Regions from separate parts of the Mus musculus genome. Here region 2 is linked to region 1. The links are chromatin contacts, called in public Hi-C maps. All regions are on one chromosome and are shown on one strand. The core of a region is the stretch at or near the end of the contact, and the rest is flanking DNA. Distances in the headings are between cores, read along the strand shown.

Region 1 (5,050 bases), core at 1,937-4,436:
ACCTCCATTTTTGAGTTTTAGTTAATTCCAGATGAAGTCAAGTTGACAACCTATCACAGATATAGTTATACTTTTAAAAGTAGAATTTAGGCTAGTGAGATGGCTCAGAAAGTAAAGGCACTTTTCATCAAGCCAACAGCTTGAGTTCCATTCTAAAAAAAAAAAAGAATGAGAGAACCAATTCTCCCAAATTGTCCTCTGATCTCCACACATGAACCATAACATTCACACACACACACACACACACACACACACACACACACACACACACACACATATACAGAGACAGAGAGACAGATGGTCAGACAGACAACACACATACAACAAGTAAAATTAACTACTGCATCTAAGGCTCAGGAGTCACCACAGAAGAGAAGTAGGAAAGATTGGAAGAGCCAGAGAATTTGCAGTGAGGCTGTGTCTCCTAGAAATGAAGTCTCGTTGACATGGCTGACAAAACAAGGAGCAAACACGGATGACACCAGTGGATGTGCTGCTGTGCCATGGTGGCATACCACTTTGATTCCAGCACTCCTGAGACAAAGGAGTGCAGGTCTCTGCGAGTTAAAGGCCATCCTGTCCTACAGACCAAGTTCCAAGACAGTCATAGCTACACAAGGAAACCTTGTCTTAATAAAACCCAAAACCTAAAACCAACCAACCAACAAAGAAACCAACCAAACAAACAGCCAAACAAACAAACAAACAAACAAAAAGCCAATGGACATGCTATCATGAAAGAGAAAAATCCCATGGGAAAAATCCTTCAAACCTAGACACCCTAAAGCAACTAAGAAATGCTGAGAATGGGAGAAACTGCCTTTCTGAGGGAGAAAGAGTCAAACTACATAGCTTAACAAGGACACCTTCTGTGTGTGTGTGTGTGTGTGTGTGTGTGTGTGTGTGTGTGTGTGTGTATATGTGTGTGTTACATGACACCTACTTCACTGGGCTTGGGCTCAGGTAATAGAGACCTGAATAAATGTAGGCACAGGCACCACTGTGGTGTCTCCTTCTAGGAAACAGTGAAAACTGGAATGAGCCAGCATGCCTGCTCCTTTCATGACCAGAGGAAGGAAGGAGTTGCTGTGCTGGTGTTGGCACGTTCCTGTACCTCAGGTCTTTAGAGGAAATTAAAAGCTCATCTAGCTTATATTTGAAAATCTTGCTGAGATGGGTTTTATAATAATCTGGCATTTTGTACCAGTAGCCAAGGAATATCTAATGTTTTGAGGCATGGTTCTAAAGGAATATATACACAAAATGAAAAAAAAATTCTATGTAAAGAATCTAGAAGGAAGTAGTTTGTATAAGTTAAAAATGAAAGCCTACTTCAGGTTCAGGCCGGTCTGATCTACATAGTTCCAGGCCAATCAGAGATACATAAAAAGATCCTGTCTCCAAAGAAAAGAAGAGAAAAGGAAAGGAAAGGAAAATTGGAAGGAACAAACAGAACAGACGCAAAAAAGAGTAGAGTCTGACTTATAAAATTGTATAACCTTGATTAGATCGTCTTTTCTGAGACATTTCTCTGTATGGTTTTGTCTTTCTTTCTTTTTCTTTTTTCTTTCTTGGTTTTATGGGACAGGGCTTCTCCATGCATCAGTCCCAGCTGTCAAATTTTTTTGTTTGTTTTGTTTTTCGAGACAGGATTTCTCTGTGTAGCCCTGGCTGTCCTGGAACTCACTTTGTAGACCAGGCTGGCCTCAAACTCCCGAGTAATGGGATTAAAGGCGAGCACCACCACGCCCGGCTAGCCCCAGCTGTCTTAATTCACTTTATAGACCATGCTGACCACACTGGCCAGGGATCTGCTTGCTTATTTCTGGAATACAAGGATTAAAGGCAGAGCCACCATCCCCTCCCTCCCCCTGCCACGCCCCCAGCCTAGATTGTATTTAACTGATTAAATTTTTCAGTTGTTTAAATGTATACTTCTCTGTTGAGAGGCCAAATCTTGTAAGTTCAGACTCCATTTTAGAGAACCTGGCCAAAGTTTGAACTCAGACAAACTAACCAACATAACACTAGTTTCCAAGTTACCCCTCAACAAGACCAGCGTCCCCAGGTTATTACCCCAACATATCTGCACCCCCAGGTTACGAGGCCACCCCCTGCCTAACGACCACTAATGCAGAGGGAAGCAGAAATTAAGTTTATGATATGACTCCCAGCACCAGCCAATTGTGTTAAAGGCCATGGTAGCTCTCGAATTAGATGCTTAACTACCACCACTACCACATCCCACCCTCTGCTTGTAGCTTTCTATAAAGTCTTGTCCCCACTGACATTCGGGGTACACCAAAAACTGTGCTGTGTGTTGGTGGCGAGCCACAGCGAGCTGGGATAGAATAAAGACCGTGCTATGAGTTACATCAGATGGGCTCCTGCCTGGTTTTGGGGGATCGCTAACACTTTCGTGGCGCTACAACTGTATGCCCTTGATTAGATTTCCTTTACTGGCTTTCTTCTTTGCCATTCATTCTTCCTTGATTAGTCGCCACCTTTTCTCTCCAGAAGTTTTCGAGATATTTAACCTTTCATTCATCTTGCGTTACAGTTAGGCAAACAATTTGGTAGGAAAATACCCATTCCCCTTAGTCAAAAATAATTTTAGAAATTCCCCCCGGGAGGGTTGGTGTATAGTTTTAAAATAATCAGTAAGCTTCAACGTTGCATTTAAATTTTAATGTCATCATTAAAACCTCTTTTTACTTTCTAATTCATTTTTAAGGCAATCATCGTTGCCAGGGAGAGATTTGCTCTAGGGAATTAATTGCTCAATCGCTCCTGCTCACTTGCTTACCTTGATTTTTTTTTTTTGGTTTTTCGAGACAGAGTTTCTCTGTAGCCTTGGCTGTCCTGGAACTCACTTTGTAGACCAGGAAGGCCTCGAACTCAGAAATCCGCCTGCCTCTGCCTCCCAAGTGCTGGGATTAAAGGCGTGCGCCACCACGCCCGGCTGCTTACCTTGATTTTACTAAATTCAATCCCTATTCTTGGAGATTTTATTTCTTTTTCTAGTTTTAAACAATGTAACCCACTAGATTGCTAGCACGCAAGGGATCACGAAGACAGACAGGGTCTCCATTAAACAAGTTCAAAGTTTCCCCCCTCCGGCTTGACCGGGCCCTTCCCGTTCCCTCTCTCGCGAGACTTGGAAGCCGGAAGTTACATAAAGGACTCGAAACTCAGCCGCGGCTCGGTTGGTGTTGGCGGGAGCCGGGTGGGCCGGCTGCCTGGTGTTCTTTGCTGTGCGACCCGGGCTGCAGGTGCTCCGGGGTGTTGCTGTTGAGTTCCGCGGCCCAACGTCACGATGAGGGTGGCCGTGGCCGGCTGCTGCCACGGCGAGCTGGACAAGATCTACGAGACTCTGGCGCTGGCGGAGCGGCGCGGCTCGGGACCCGTGGATCTCCTTCTGTGCTGCGGCGACTTCCAGGCGGTGCGCAACGAGGCCGACCTGCGCTGCATGGCCGTGCCGCCCAAGTACCGTCACATGCAGACCTTCTACAGGTGAGGGGCGCGCGGCCGGTCCTCGCGTGGGGTTCCAGGTCCTGCTGCCGCAGATCGCGATGTCTGTTGGACCCGGAGCTTAGGAAATGGCCCTGGCCTCCTCCTCTCTGTACACACCTGGCTCTTCTTCCCAGGGACCCGGGGTGACACCAGCAGGTTTAGATACTTTGGATTTGCTAGAACACGATGGTTAGTTGATTTAATGATCTGGTTTTCCCGTGACCTGCTGTGTGCTAGTCTGGGTTCTAGAAGCCCAGACTTGCACTTCACAAAGTTCTTGATCTCAATGAATGTGTGCTCGACACTCAAGATTTAATTTATTCTTAAGGGCAGGGATGGGAAGATAGTGGGGACCGTTTGATCGTTTTTGAGCTCGGCCTTTTCCTTCTGACCTCTTGCTTTTTTGTGTTTAGTTTGGTTCCTGACAGCTTTATTACCGTTATGTTGTAGATATTACTCTGGAGAGAAAAAGGCCCCGGTTCTCACCATCTTCATTGGAGGAAACCATGAAGCCTCAAACCATTTGCAAGAGTTACCCTATGGTGGCTGGGTAGCGCCGAATATTTATTATTTAGGTATGTGTTTATGTGCACTTTTTTTGGTCTTGTCAGAATCTGTACCAGCTGGGCAGCTTCTAGAAGACATGTGGTGAATGCCATTAACTTAAATAATCATGAGAATTGAGTTAAAATAGTTATTAAATGGCCAGTCATGAACATACATCCATTTTCTTCTAGAGGTTTAAATAATAGCTAATATGATGACAAGTTTTTTTTTTTGTAGTCTCTTTGCTTTTTTCTTATTGCATTAAACTTTATAATGGAAAATGCTAAACATACATAAAAATACCGAGTAGTTTAATAAATTTCTTTACTTGTTAACCTCAACTCCTATTACTTTGTTCTACTCCCATATTTAAATATCCAGTATTGTTTAAACTTTTCCTGAGGGAGATGGCTGGGATGCCTTAAAGCAAATCCTAACCACTGGGTTATTTCATTTGTGGATTTTTAAGTACATGACTCCCCCTACCCCAAGATGTATTTATTTATCTACCGTGTATACAGTGTTCTGAGTGCATATGTGCCTACAGAGCACCAGATCCCATTATAGATGGTTAGAAGCCACCATGTGGTGCTGGGAATTGAACTCGGGACCTGTGGAAAAGCATCCAGTGCTCTGAGCCATCTCTCCAGCCCCTAAGTACATGACTTTCGAGTGATAGATTTTTTTTAGACACACGTAGTTCTGGTGCCATTTTATACCTAACTATAGTGAGTTAGTCCTTCTCTCGTGCCTTGTCCATACGCATTTCTCTGCATGTCTCAGTTACCGGATCTACAAATGACTTGCTCAGGTAGGATCCAAATATTTGGTGTTCAGGGCTCTGCCTCTTAGACTCTTTATCCTTCCTTCCCTTGTTTCTGTTTTCTGTTTCCTCTATGGTTTGTGTGTTGTAGGCAGTGAGGTTGATTGCCCTGTAGCATTTCCTGGGCTCTGGATTTAGCTGACTGGATTTACTATGATATCACTTGAA
Region 2 (5,508 bases), core at 707-3,206, 70 kb after region 1:
TCTCCTCTCCTCTCCTCTCCTCTCCTCTCCTCTCCTCTCCTCTCCTCTCCTCTCCTCCCCTCCCCTCCCCTCCCCTCCCCTCCCCTCCCCTCCCCTCCCCTCCCCTCCCCTCCCCTCCCCTCCCCTCCCCTCCCCTCCCCTCCCCTCCCCTCTCCTGTCCTTTTCCCTTTCCTTTCCTTAGACAGGGTTTTACTATGTAGCTCTCACTATCTTGGAACTCACACTGTAATCCAGGCTTGCATCTGCCTGCCGGGTGATGGATTAAAATATGTACCACTGTGCCTGGCTGACTCAGATTCTTACAACAAGCACTTTGCCCACCGAGGCCTCCTCCTACCCTCAGAATTCATTACTTAGTCCTCATTGGTCTTTCTTGTGTTGTCGTTGGGGCTAATACAGTATAAGGTTGGACAACAGAGGCCCGTGCCCAGGGAAACCCACACTGCTCCAGCACACATTTGCCGTGTGATCTTGGGTGAGTTAGTTTACATCCCTGGGCCTTAGTTTCTTTTGTGTAGGATAGACTAGTAACAACTTTTAATGATCACATATGTAGTACATAACACTATCTGCCATTTAATTAGAACTCTTTAGAAGAGTAACCTTATTTTTACAAAGTGTTCTCGAATGTGGTAGAACATAAATGAATACATTTTTCTCTCGATTTATATCTGGTGAATTCTGATTATATATCAGATACTTTGGTGGGGTCTATGGTAGTTGTACGTAATAGGTAACACTTATTCGATATACTTACCATTCCCTGTCTTAGTGCAGAACTTTCTTTTTAAAAAATTTTCAGCCAGGGTCTCTGTCACCTGGCTGGCCTGGAACTTGTTATGTAAAAATGGGCTGGCTCAAACTCACAGCAATTTTCTTGCCTTTGCTTTGTGAATGCCTGAGTTACAGTATGCACCATTATGCCCAGCCACAAACAACTTATCACATCAAACTTTCTATTGCAGCCCACTTTGCCTGGCTAAGTTCCATTTAGATGTGTGTGTGTGTGTGTGTGTGTGTGTGCATGCCTACACACATGCACTTTGGTTTAAGATTGTATATTACATTCCTTTTTTACAGGTGAAATCAAGACCATGTAATTTGTACAAGTTCACACAGCTAGTGAGGGCTGGAGGTGAGGTTTGAACGTAGCTTTTAAAGTTCCAAGGTCCTATTTTCTGCTGGCTGCACTATCCAGCACTAACACAGGGAGATCTTCCTAAGGTTACTGATGAGCTGTAGTTTCTCATATATGCCAAGATGGAAAACCATTTTAAAATGTATTTACCTCCGATTGGTCCTCCTCACATGAAGAGAATCTCGTTTTGAAAGTGAATTCTCAACAGTTTTTCCTCAACACCATTCCATGTTTTGCATAAAGATAGATACACATAGGCAAGTGTTCCTAGGGGGATTGTCTTAGGGCTATAGCCTGGGACTTGAGATGGAAACGCAGAAGGAGTGTGGTAGGATGGAAATGAGAGCTTGTTTGCTCTGTGTGTCTGTCTGTCTCTCTATCTCTGTTTCTCCTCTATCTCTGTCTTTCTCGGTATGTCTTTTTCTCTCTGTATGTCTCTCATCTCTGTCTCTGTCTCTGTTTTCTCTGTAGTTAATCAAGTCCTCCATCACAGTGCTCCCTGCTGGGTTAGGGACGCTCTGTGACAGACAAGCTGACCCTCCCTTATTGTGACCCTCTGCTCTCACCAGCAGCTTTATAGCCATTGTTCCTGATTTTAAATGCCCCCAACTCTGCAGTTCGCAACAAGTTGCTTATGGAGTAGGCATCTGTAAGTACTGTTGATCTGAAGCAGACGCCATTGATCAGCAACCACCTCATCAAGGGCCAAGAGATTATTTTTGGTTAGAAAATCTTGAGGTTCAGAAAATGAGGGCACGCTCCCTTCCCAGCTCCCGTCTGACTCAGACCCCGTTCACATCCTGGAATAGCCTAGGACTGTATTTATTTATTCTCTGTCTGCCTGTAAGATTACTCATGTGCATTTCTATGTCTCCTGACTCCTTTCAACGCTTTATTATTTTCCATTATTAAAGTATAGGGAGCAAAATTAGATACAAGACTCTCTGTATCATTCGGTAACTCTTTCGTCAAGTCATTCTTTTTAAATTCTCAGGGAGAAAAGGTAAGAATTCTGTTTAGGATGACTGGAAAGTACTGTGAGATAGTCTTCAAAGCCAGAGGTGACACTCTGATGTGAGGAGGGCCACCGAGCCCTCAGTACATCTTGAGAGTATTCTCCTTACAGCTTGCCTGGTGCAGAGGTCTGAGCCCTTACTTTGGCCATGACTGACTGCAGAAAGAGTAATGTCAGGATACATGGAGTAGATGCAGGGCTAGAGGGTTTGCTTACAGGAAGAACAGGCCATGGGGGTTTGTAGTGCAAAGAGCCGGCGGTGTAATGTGCTGTAGTGCTGAGAGAGGAGACACATCAGAACCCCCCAGTTATCCATGCCTCTGCTGAAACATTTGCCAGCAAAAATGGGCTAGCTGGGACATGATTAACATCTGGTCCTGGTATTGCTTAAGCAGTGGCTGAGAAAAGTAATCAAGAAGAACGCCAAGTTAAACTCAGGCTCGCTCTTGGCGTTTAATTCTTAATGCTGCACTAAGGTTTATCTGTTGTATGTCGGAATAGACATGGGCTTTGTTAGTATGACCTGGGTAGGCAGGAAGGGATTCTGTCTTTGATCCAGCCTTCTCTTCTGGTGACAGTGCTTGCTCAAGGATCAGTAGCTATAAGTGACATTGCTCTGAACACTGCACAAAAACAGCTGTTTTTGCTCTCTCTCTCTCTGTCTCTCTCTCTGTCTCTCTGTCTCTGTCTCTGTCTCTCTGTCTCTGTCTCTCTGTCTCTCTCTCTCTCTCTCTCTCTCTCTCTCTCTCTCTCTCTCTCTCTCTCTCTCTCTCTGTGTGTGTGTGTGTATAACAGGCAGGAATCCTCAGGGCATGGCTTGGAGGAGTCAGAGGTTCTCACATGGGCCTTAAGTGTGGGTCTTCCAGCTTATTCCAGACATGGGAAAAAGCTGGCCAGCACTTGGGCAAGTTCAGGGTTTGGGGACATCAGAATTTCACTGGACTTGAAATAACACTTGAGTTTGTGTTTCCCATGGGTACTTACTTTTACTGTACAGGGGCTGAGCCCGGGGGGCGGGGGGGGCCCGGGAGGGGGCTGCTGATTGGTGTGGATGTTTGCAGGCACATGGCGGTGGTGAGGGCAACCTGAGGAGGCTCTCGATTGCCGCGAGTTTCACCCTTCTGGTTCTGTATTGGGGTGAGATCTAGGACTTCATTTAATAAAACAATTCTTGGCCTTTTCAGAAACTGAAGGCACTGCAGTCCTACAGCATGACGGAGTCTCACCTTGGGTCTCTGCGGGATGAAGAGTCAGAGGAGAGACTCAAGCATGCCCAGGAGGTCCAGGCCCTTCAAGAAAAGATGGAAGTCCAGGTGAGCTGATGGTGGCTCCATGCCCTTCTGTCCAGAGCAAGCCAAGAATCTAGCTGTCCCCACTGAGGCTTCTGTTTGGCCTTGTGGATTTGGCAAAGTTGAGAGACATCAGAGCTCTGTATTTTCAGGTCTTGTTCAGAATGAAAGCAGAATAAGGTTCTCGGGCAAGGCTGGTGATGGCTTTAATCCTAATATTTACCTGATGTCTACAAATATAGGTAAACATAGGTGCTATTTATTTATTTATTTATTTATTTTTGACATTTTTGTCTCCAACTTTCATTCTAACACAGTTGAGAAAAGTATTCAGAAAGAGAGACAGTCCTGAGATATTTATGACAGATCTGTGGTGTGGTAGTAAATGCTTAGCTGTCAGCTCGGAGCTAAGAGTTTCTGTGGTGTGCAGGCTCCTTTTGGGTTTATCACTGTGAAGTCACTGAACAGAGCTGGGGAGACTTGTACTCTGTCTACCCTGGCCACCTCTGGGAGAAGCTTCCTTAAGTCCAGGCAGAGGAGGCGGATGTCACTTATAAGGCCACAACAGGGACAGTCAGCAACTGCAGCCCAAGGGTGCGCCAGCACCTGTGTCTGCTCTTCAAGGGTGGTTGAGAAAGAGCCGGAAGCCTGTCTGCAGAAAGGTGCCGAGGCTGGCTTCATGGAGTCCCACTGGTTTCTCATTGCCGTGTTAAAAGACCAAGACCAAGTGCATCTTGGGGAGGAAAGGGGTTAGTTGGCTCACACTTCCATGTTACAGTGCATTATCAACAGAAGCAAAGGCAGGAACCGGAGGGGAGGCAGGAACCACAGCAGAGCCCGTGGAGGGAAACTGCTTACCGGCTCGTTTTCCTCAAGGCTTGCTGTAGGACCGCCGCAGGGATGACACTGCCCACAGTGGGTTGGGTCCTTCTGCATCAATTATCAAGTAAGAAAACGCCCCGCAGGCTTGCCTACAGGCCAGTCTCATGGGGGCATCTTCTTCTTGAGGATCCCTCTTCTCAGACGACTCCAGTTTGTGTTAAGTATACAGACAACCAACCAACCAGCAAAACTAATCCATAGAGCTGGTTCATGGATTTTTACATCATAAAAAAGTCATTGTCCTGGGGAGAGGACTTGGTCAGTAAAGTGCTTGCAATACATGCGTGAGGACCTTAGTTTAGATCCGCAATGCCCACATAAAAACCAGGAACGCATAAGTCTAGAACCTTAGAGCTGGGCTGGGGGTTGGGGTTGGGTGGCAGAGACAGGTTCCCAGACTTATGGCTCAAGGCTCAGTCAGTCTAGCTAATAGGTTTAGGGAGAGACCTCCTCTCAAGAAATAAGATGGAGAGTGACACCTGGCTTCTACACATATGCAAGCATGTACAAATACACACACACACACATATGTACACATATGTGTCCATGTGTGTGCACACAGATAGCACCTTTCTTTTCCTATAATCCTTTCCTTTCTTTTTGTTTATTTTTTGCCTCCTCTCTTCTTCTTACTATTTTTTTCTTTTAACTTTTTGAGACAGTTCTCATGTAGCCCATAGGCAGTGCTCTTAACCTCTGAGCCATCTCTCCAGCCCAACATGTGGGAATTAAGACTTTTGTTATTATAGTTGTTTGTGGCTGATTTTTCTCCAGTCTTCTATTGGCCTTTCAGCTTCGCTTTATTGTCACCTGGCCAATAATAAAGTAGTTTCTGTGGTAAAAGCTATTAAGCAGTCAGCCTTTTTAAAGGCGTCATTGTCATTTTTATTTATGTATTTGTATGTGTCTCTGTGTATATGCATGCATGTGTGGGAATGTCTGCAGAAGCTAGAAGAGGGCGTTGGATCTTCTTCTGCAGCTGGAGTTACAGGCAAGCTGCAAGCCACCTGATAGAGGTGCTGGGAACTGAGCTCAGGTTCTCTGAGTCAGCAGCAGCTCTCTTAACTGTAGGCTGTCTCTCTGTCTCTTCTTGACTGTTGTACCCACTCTGAGACTTAAGCGGAAAATATTCCTGTGTTTTCTTTGAGTAATCCTATCACCTTAATTATTACTATTTTTACTGT

What was found. Hi-C and Micro-C count contacts between places; a contact is called where the count stands out from the background.
Region 2: a Hi-C map of embryonic fibroblasts shows a contact between it and region 1, with 2.1 times the contacts expected there. The contact joins the enhancer-like site here to the promoter of Dbr1 in region 1. A contact is called at or near these places in 11 of 39 promoter capture datasets (the 3T3-L1 cell line, 3T3-L1-derived adipocytes, cancer-associated fibroblasts and 7 more), 1 of 15 datasets of contacts at CTCF or cohesin (the NIH/3T3 cell line), 61 of 484 Hi-C or Micro-C datasets (the 3T3-L1 cell line, the AML12 cell line, B cells and 37 more), 9 of 115 datasets of contacts at active chromatin or transcription factors (the NIH/3T3 cell line, astrocytes, bone marrow-derived macrophages and 4 more) and 2 of 9 other capture datasets (adipose tissue and pancreatic islet).

Annotation. Positions count from the first base shown.
Region 1 is chr9:99,572,613-99,577,662 of GRCm38.p6, forward strand. It overlaps Dbr1 (debranching RNA lariats 1), which reads left to right and starts at 3,187. Exons shown (of 8, transcript NM_031403.3): 1 at 3,187-3,513; 2 at 3,964-4,088. The coding sequence starts at 3,317.
Region 2 is chr9:99,643,750-99,649,257 of GRCm38.p6, forward strand. Dzip1l (DAZ interacting protein 1-like) reads left to right here. Exons shown (of 16, transcript NM_028258.4): 6 at 3,338-3,466. Among named protein-coding and RNA genes, the nearest start is that of Dzip1l, 17 kb to the left of the region's middle. Within about 2 kb of position 1,957, at least 28 of the 459 cell types and tissues checked have an H3K27ac peak or open chromatin away from gene starts, as enhancers often do. A contact at or near this core is called in the HL-1 cell line, the STO cell line, cancer-associated fibroblasts and 4 more, where this site is marked.